Linked DNA regions of Pan troglodytes: region 2 is linked to region 1. A link is a contact called in public Hi-C data. All regions are on one chromosome and are shown on one strand. The core of a region is the stretch at or near the end of the contact, and the rest is flanking DNA. Distances in the headings are between cores, read along the strand shown.

The links. Hi-C and Micro-C count contacts between places; a contact is called where the count stands out from the background.
Region 2: a contact with region 1 is called in a Hi-C map of stem cell-derived neural progenitor cells, with 5 times the contacts expected there. The contact joins the promoter of TEX264 here to the promoter of RBM15B in region 1. A contact is called at or near these places in 1 of 7 Hi-C or Micro-C datasets (stem cell-derived neural progenitor cells) and 1 of 1 datasets of contacts at active chromatin or transcription factors (stem cell-derived excitatory neurons).

Annotation. Positions count from the first base shown.
Region 1 is chr2:55,422,950-55,427,157 of NHGRI_mPanTro3-v2.0_pri, reverse strand. It overlaps RBM15B (RNA binding motif protein 15B), which reads right to left and starts at 2,388. Exons shown (of 1, transcript XM_516489.8): 1 at 1-2,388. The coding sequence starts at 2,267.
Region 2 is chr2:55,703,686-55,707,893 of NHGRI_mPanTro3-v2.0_pri, reverse strand. TEX264 (testis expressed 264, ER-phagy receptor) reads right to left here and starts at 1,731. Exons shown (of 5, transcript XM_016941188.3): 1 at 1,592-1,731. LOC107970649 (a long non-coding RNA gene) reads left to right here and starts at 1,759. Exons shown (of 2, transcript XR_001713350.4): 1 at 1,759-2,231; 2 at 3,222-4,208.

The DNA of each region.
Region 1 (4,208 bases), core at 1,139-3,638:
GAAGTGTGGTCTTTGAGGAGACTGCTGATCACCCCCTGGTCCCCCTCTAGGATGTGCATAGACGTGGGGAAGCAGCTGTTTTTCAACACCAGAAGCCCATTCCAACCCAGCTGTAGTGTCTGAGCGTACTCTGAAAGATTCTTCAGCTTTTTGGTCTCATGTTTTGGCTCTTCCAGAGGCTTGGGTTCGGCCTCTGTGGTCCGGTGATTGCGCTCGCTGTCTCTTGCCTTCTTCCCGTGGGAAGAGTCTGCAGCCTCGTGGTGGTGGTGGTGGTGGCCCCGTTCCTCAGCCCCATGTCTGCTGTTGCTGAGGGAGTTGCTGCTGGACTCTTTGGTCCCTTCACTGGAGTGGTTCTCCTTGCGGCTGCGCTCAGGGGTGCGGTCGGAGCCCCGCTCTGACTGCTGCCCACTGCCCTTGGTCCTACTCCGTTCCTCATATGGGGAATGGGTTGTCCTCCCACGGTCACTGGAAAGGCTTCTCCGTTTCCGCCTCTCTTCCCAGGGCTTGGGCAAACCACGGTCTCCATCTGCCCCCCAACGCTCACCACTCCGGCTGCGCACTGAGCGACTGTAGCCCTCAAGGCTGTTTCGGCGGTCAGAGCTTTTACTGGGGCTGGTCCAGTCCCCTTCCAAAAAAGTCCGGTCTCGGTCTGAGTACAGAAGGTGTGGGGGCGTCCTGTCCCGCACCAGGTCGGCGTCCAGGTTGCGGTGCCGGGTGTATCCATCTGTAAGCAGCTCATAATGCACAGGGAGTGGCGAGGGCTGGTACTGCTGGGGGTACCGAGTCTCCTCTGCTTTGGCAAAATCCACGCGGAGCCTGCGGTCTGGTCCACCCAAGGGAAAACCCCTCATTTTAGCACAGGCGGCCTGGGCTGCGTCCAAGCTCTCGTACTGAATATAGGCAAAGCTATCTCCTTTGACGTGATCAATGGTCCGAATGCTCCCAAAGCGGTCAAACTCTCGGGCCAGAGCCGCCAGTGACGTGTTAGGTCCCAGGCCACCCACCCAGAGACGAGTGGTGGGGTTGGCCTTGCCATAGCCTATCTTAATGGGGTTGCGACCAATCACTCGGCCCGACATGGCCACCTTAGCCCTATGGGCCATGTCCAGGTTCTGGAACTTGAGGAAGGCATAGGCACCGCCCTGGCCACGGGCAGGCCTCTTGATGACCACCTCCTCGATGATGCCATATTTCTCGAAGGCCCTTCGCAGCTCCACCTCAGATACGCTGTGGTCCAGGTTACCAATGAAGAGGTTGCGCGTGGCCCGCTGGTCATCCTCGGGCATCAGGTCCTCCTCACACACAGCTGGGTAGCCATAGGGGCGCCCACGGTCGTCGTACAGCCCGTAGTAGTCCAGGGCCCGCTCCCGGGACAGTCCCACGGCGGCGGCAGCAGCGGCATCCAGGGCGAAGGCTGCGGCGGCGTGACGGGCACGGGGCTCCCGCAGGGGCGGGGCAGCGACGGGGGACAGCGAGCGCTGCTTATACTGGTAGCCTCCGTGTAGCGGGAGGTAGCCGAGCGGGTCGGCGGGCGCGGGCGGCCCTGGGGGAGGCGTGGAAGCGGCGGCGCTGCTGCTGCTACTTCGCCGACTGCTCCCGCCGCCGCCACGCAGGTACACGGGCTCTACCTTGAGCGGGCGGTCGTAGAGCAGCAGCTGCCGGGCCAGGGCGTGCTGGCGGGCCTCGCGTGCGTCCTGTGGGTGCCGGAAATTCACGTAGGCCACACGGCCCAGCTCAGGCGTGTGCGACAGGCGGAGGCTGATCTCGCCGAAGCGCTTGAACTGGTGGAAGAGCCGGTCCTCGAGGTGCTCGGCGGGCAGCGCGGGGCTCAAGCTGCTGATGAGCAACGTCTTGTACTCAGGCGCGGCCGCGGATGAGCCGGGACACGCGGGCTCGGCCCCAGGCGGTGGCGGAGGCGGCGGCAGAGGAGACGCGCGGGGCGACATGCCGGAGGCGCCCGGGTCCCCCGAGGCCTTGCCGCCGCGTCCCCCGCCGCCAGCGCCGGAGCCCGAGGAGCGCCCGCTACTCGCGCGGTGATTCGCGTCCCCGGTGCCGCGGCCGTCGCGATGCCCGCCCCCGCCGCTTCCGCTGCCGCGGGGTTTGTCGCGGGCCCGCGCTGGAACCGGGTGCTTGGCGCCGCCAGAGGCCTTGTGCGCCGCCCGCCGCCCGCCCGCCTCCGCCTCCCGTTCGCGCTCCCGCGGACGCTTGGCCGACGATGACGAGCCGCGCCCGCTCGGGCTAGAGTCTCGCTCGCTCTGCCGCTTCATGGCGCTGGCGCGGCGGGCGGGCGGCCCGTAGGTTTCTCACAGCAGCGGCGGCGGCGGAGGCGGCGGCCGAGGAGGCAGCGCCCCCGGCGCCGCCATCTTGGACAAAAGGACTCGGCGCGGCGGTGGCGGCGGGGCGGGGCGGGAGCGGCGCCGAGGGGCCGGGCATTGCGTTATCAAGGTGCGCCGTCCTGCCACGTGACTCTGCGGCGGGCGGAGCAAGACCCGCGCCGGGCCTGCGTCATCGCGCTGCGTCGCCCAGTGCCATGTGACCCTGTGAGTGCTGGGTGAGTGGGCCCGGGCCGCGCGCTCTGGCGCCACCGCGCGGCCCGCATGGCCGATGCTTGAGGCTACGCGGAGTGTAGTGAACCCTGAGAGGCCGGCGAGACGACCTAACGCTTTGTGCTCCCAGCCGTGCTTTGCCGCTCTGGGTCCAGCTATCTCCTCTTGCAAGCACTGGAGCCCGCGCTGATTGGAGCAGGAGTGGCAGCTTCCATGGCCGTTGGGACCTGGGGCATTGACCCAGTCAGTGGTCTCTTTATGTAGTATCCCCTCAGTCCTAGGACTAGGCTTGAGCAAACCCCACATCACCCTCGTTGGCATCTCCTGCCTGGGATCCGGCGTTGACAGCGCCAAGGACTAATGCATGCCTATCCTTAGACCCTGTCCAGGACCCAAGGCCCACATTCTGCGCATTCTCCACGTGCAGGTTCACCTGCAGCAGTCCCCGAAAAGGCCGTGAGGACAATTGCTGTCACGCAGGTAAAAACCGAAAGCAGAGACAAGCCTGCAGTTGCAGTTGATGGAGTTGGAATAGACTCTTTAACGCCACTCTTGGGTCCCACCCTCTTCTGTGGGCATCTGGGCAGATAGGCTGGAAAGGTAGGGCCGTAAGAGCCAAGGATGAAGAGGCCATATGCACAGATAGTGCCAGCAGTTATCACAGCTTGCCACGCTGACCCCTCGCTGGCCAGTACCCTCCTGTTCATCACCTTCAGGACGACCTCTTCTCCCCAGCTGAGGTGAGGGAAAGGGTGCCCAGGTGCTCAAGCCCATTGAGGAAGCTTTCATTCTCCAAGGACAGTTGCTGGAGCCATGGTAGAACCTGACCCAATTTCCGGCACAGAATCCTTGCGATGGGGAAGAGCAGACCAAGTCATGCCCTCTTCGCACAATGAGAAAGCAGCTCCTGGAGTAGCTCAGGCAGGTGCAGGGGGAAAGGTCTTGGAAGAAAGCAATGGGTTCCACAGCAGCAAGGCCTCCTACAGGCAAACTGAGCTTAGGAGACACAAGTGAAGTGATCTGAGGCAAGAGCAATTACTTGGAAAGCACTGGTTCTTAGTCCGTCCTTTCAGGTGGTTTCTACAGGTGTCTTCATTGAGCCACAGCTCACACCAACAACTGGGTTTCCTAAGCACCAGTGCCACAGAGAGTGGCTTAAGAAGCAGACTCCAGCAAAACCCTGGACCTCAACTGTTAAGACTAATCTAGGGTAAACAAAGGCAAAAGGCAGCTTCCCACTCCCTCTTTGTATAAGCTGACTCCTGCCAGACTTGCAAAAACTGGAACAGACATCAGAGGCTTGGAATGGACAAAAGAGCAAGTAGGTGGCCAGGCCAACAGCATCTTTATAGAGATGTCAGTGCTGAAGTGCACTGATTGAAGATATCCTTGTGGAAAACCACACTCCAGACACCCTGTCTTGCTTGTACTGAGCCACAATATAAGGCCCTCCAATGTATTCCAGACTCACTCCTCCTAGAGCTGTGGCCTCCAGCTCTCTTGGGTGGGTAAGACAGATACTGTATCAAGGGGCAGGGTATCAAGCGCAGCACCCCCCGCCCCTGCCACCTCCTTTCTGCTGAGTGCCTGCTGCCCTCTAGTGGCACACACCCACACACATCAGCTGGCCCCAGCCCCTATGTCCTGCTCTGGTATTTTCAG
Region 2 (4,208 bases), core at 482-2,981, 280 kb before region 1:
TCTTCCACTGAATGCTTACTATACGCCAGGCACTGTCTAAATGTTGAAACACAGCTACTTCATTCACCCTCAAAGCAATCCAAAGAGGTAGGTAAGGCTAAAGGTTCAAGTAGTTAGAGGTTAAGAGACTTGCCCAAGGTAACACAGGTATTAAACAGAGCCACGTGGACCAAAATGCAGGCAACACAAGCCCAGACAGTCTGACTCCAGCCCCTCATTTCCACTTTCTCTCTCCTCTCTGGTGACTGGCTTCCAAAACGGCTGAAGCATTAAATCCTTGTTGGACATCTCTGAGCCCAAAGCTGGAAAACTCTCAGCATCTAGGCCCCCACTTGCCTTGGGAATGACAAGCCCTCACCCTGATCTGCCATCTCAGCTGAACACTTCCTGTCTCCTCAAGAAAACTTAGTATCTACCTTTCTCTTCCTCTCACTTCCCAAACTGCTCAGAAAACGGGGGGGGGGGGGGGGGGGGGGAGAAAACCCACCTGGGGGTCTCAGAGCCTTGGTCGGCACGTGGAGAGGTAACGTGAATTTCCCCTATATTCAAGAGAAAAGGAAGAAGGTCTGGGAGCTCACCTGAAATGCCAGGCTCACTTTTAGTAACTGCTGGCATCCAGTGCGGCAGCGGCCGAGCGCTCCAGTGCTGGGAGCTGAAAGAACAGTCACCCCTGCCCAGGAAATAACCACTGAGCCAACCATCATGCCCTGATTACCCTCCTCAGGGAAAGCCTACCGGTCCCTCTAAAGCACCCTCGTCCCATTCTCAAACCCCTTGTGGAAATCAGAAGCCAAACCTAGCTTTACAATGTCAGGTCTCTTCGCTAGAGCTCTGGTCACGCCCCTCTTCCTGGAGGACTCCAACCACACTTGGCGCCCAGAAACTGCCGCTGCCGCTGACCTTGGGCAGACTGCGCCCTCCCTCTAGCCTCGGTTCCCCCTCCGCTCAGAGGCCCGGGATGGACGCGTGCGGCCGGTGCCGGCGAGCCTCAGGGAAGGCTGCGCCCAGCCAGCTTCCTGGTGCCGCTCACGTGCGCGGCGGCGGAGGGCCGGGCCCTTAAACGGCCCCCGTCCTGGGCTAAACTTCGGTGCTAGCAGAGGGCGGAAGGACTATGGAGGGTGGGGGGCCGCCGCCTCCCACTTTCGGATTCCAGCCCCTGCTCACCCCGGGCCTTGCCTATTTACTCAGAGCCTTTCTCTTCGCCCACCTCCTCACGGAGTCCCACGCACGTCTGTAACTTAAAGGACGCTAAAGTTTGCAGCCCAGGCTGCGAGGCGCGGCCTTGGGGGACGGGGGCGGAGTTAAAACGCGACTCGCGCCTCTTTCCCTCACCTCCACGGCCCCGGGGCATGCCCTGCACCGGTGGCCGCGGAAGTGGGCTGCCCGGAAGAGTAGGGGCTGCCCCAAGGTCGCATCCAGGCCCTCGGACCTGGCCGAGGCCAGCTGTGGGCAAGACAAGATGCAAAGAGCGGCCCGGGCCGCGGGGGTCACGGAGGGGACACGGAGAGTCCTGAGGTCGCGCCAGGGCGGACAGGGGGAGTCCCAGACCTACGCCCCAGCGGGTATGCCTCTCCTCTGGCCCGGCCCTCACCTCAGCAGCCGCCCGCTGCGGACGCCGATCCGCGCAGGCGGCTCAGGGTTCGGTTACGGAGCCTGCGCGCGCCCGCCGCGCACGCTCGCTCCGCCCCCTCTCGCGGCGGGACATGGCCGTGGCCGTGGGCGCGTGCGCGCGGGACCCGGAGGGCGGAGGCCTGCCCCGCCCCGTCTCCATGGCAACGGGCGTGTGCCTAGCCCCAGCGCTGGCTGCGGCGGAACCCACGGCGTACCTTCCCGCCTCCAACAAACTATCCGGTTGCTGAGGTTGATTTAGCAACACCCCAGGGCATCTGGGTTGGCAGGAGCACCACAGTGACAGCCTGGCCCAGGCTCGGGTACGGGAGGCAGCCCAGTGGCCCGCAGTAGAGGGCCAGGCTGGGGACCAGGGAGCTGGGGCTGAGGAGAATTTGTACAGCCTAGGGAGGCGCAGCACAGCAGTATCAGCCTCTGGCATTTGTACCACCTTTAGTCCTGCCACTTTCTCTCACTGTGGCTTCGCAACAGACTTGGGAACCAAGAAAGGCATAGGTGAGGAAGCTGAAGCCCAGTCTGGGCTCGCGGAAGAAACTGGTGGATCCAACTTCTGCATAGCGCAAATATCTGCTTCCTGCCTCCACCCACCCATTCCCACTTCCGTGAGTATATTCATCCATCCAACACTTATTATTACTCCTTGCCAGGACAGTTCTAGGGGCTGGAGATAGAGTGAACAAAACCAAGGTTCTGCCCTCCTGGAGTTCACGTTCCATGGGAATGCCCTTCTTCCAGGCTCCTCCCTCAGTGCCCAGGTTGTGGCTGGGGGAGGCTGGTCTACCTTTGTGGTTTAGCGGTAACTTACGTGATTCCCACGTCAAGTGTAAGCTCCTTGATGATTGGTTCAATCTTCACCTCAAATTTCTGAGGACCTACAAACTACAAAGCACTCTTCTAGGGGCCCAAAGATAAAATGCTCCCCTCGTGAAAATCCCGGACTTTTGGTGGGAGGTGGGGAAGGTGACAACTATGCTCATAAGCTTGGCTACAAGACCGGCGAGGCCAAGAGCTACTTTGGTATCCTGACAAGGACTGATGTTTGGGAGGGGATCCAGCAGATGGGAACACCACGAAGGTGGTGGTGGGAAAAGTCAGCAGTCACAGGGTGGTTCACCTTGTGGATCCCACTACTGCACCAGCAAAGAGCAGGCTGTGCACACAGAGACAGTCAAAATCCCAGCTTCCTTTCCCTCTGCTTCACATTCTTCCTTCCGCAGGCAGGGGAGTTTGAACCTTATCCACAGGGCCAAGCCTGTCCCAGCCCTCTAGGCAAACTGGCAGAACAGGCAGCTGGCCCCTCACAGGCACTCTGGGCTGGGCCAGTGCAGGTCGCAGCAGTTGTTTTACCTATGAACATCAAGCACACGGTCAAACCCCCAGCTTAGGTGCCCCAGGCAGGCGGGCTACACACTTGGTAGCATTTCCTTTGACACAGGAGCAGCCATGGCCCGGGCTCAGAGATTGACAGCCTCTGCCTGCAGGGTCTGCGTGGTCATTTCTCCTGCTTCTCAGAAGGTGGTGAGCTTTTCCCAGGAAACCATTATAAAGAAGTGCCCATTCTTTATCTTGTTCTCTCTGCTCACTTCCCTTAGCCTGATTGGGGAACTCTAGAGCCCCACATCAGAGTTCAACATGTGCCTCAGGAGCTTCAGCACCTCTTTTGTGGGAGGAGAGTCCGCTGGTGACTGGGGCTGCAGGCCATGACATCAGCCTGCCCAGCTTCACCTCAGGCTGCTTCCAACAGTGCCAAGTGAAGTCCCTTGGCAGGATCCCTGCAAGGCAGCGGCTGGCCACCAGGAGGCAGCAGCCTACTCTACAAGGCACTTTCTTCATTCCAACCCCTTGTAACAGGTCTGAGGAAACCTGTTCGCCCAGCCATGTGCTGCAACCATCCTCCACTCCCAATCTTATCTCCCAATAGCACAGATTCCCCTATCATGAGTCCAGACTTGGCCTTCATCTCCTCTTGCCTTCCTCTGTCCAAGGAATCACTACAGAGATTCTTTCTCTTTCTTTGTAAATTTCCAGAAAATTGTTTCCCCAGGGCCACTCCCCTTGAAGAAATTAAACAGGAAGCTGAAGTAGACTGTCCCTTCTTTCCCCCACCTCTCAACACTCCAAAGCTCTGTTTAACTCTGTGGGCCAGTGGCTAGATTCCCCAACATGGATGACAGAGAATACACATGCAATAAGAATGCTTTCGCTGCCACCAGCCACTCACAGACACACTGTCTCCCACCCTCTGAAGGCATTGTGCCCATCCCCAGCCACTCACTGTCTAGTCAGGGCTGCCCCTGCAGGACTTGCCTTGGCTGAGGACCAGCTAGCTTCAAGCCACTCTGAAGTCAGCTTGCTGTTTCCCCTGGAGCCTGGTAATACATCCTTCTTCAGGTGAACAAAAGCAGAAAAAGCCCAGTGAACCCCACTGCAACAAAGAGCCTGCCATCAGTCTTCCTTCTGTTCCTGCCTATCTCATCACCCAAGGGCTATCCCAGAGCCCACTATGTTCTAAGATCTATTCCTTTCACCACCACCCAGCCCAACAACTATCCAGACAATTCCTTGATCAAACAACACTG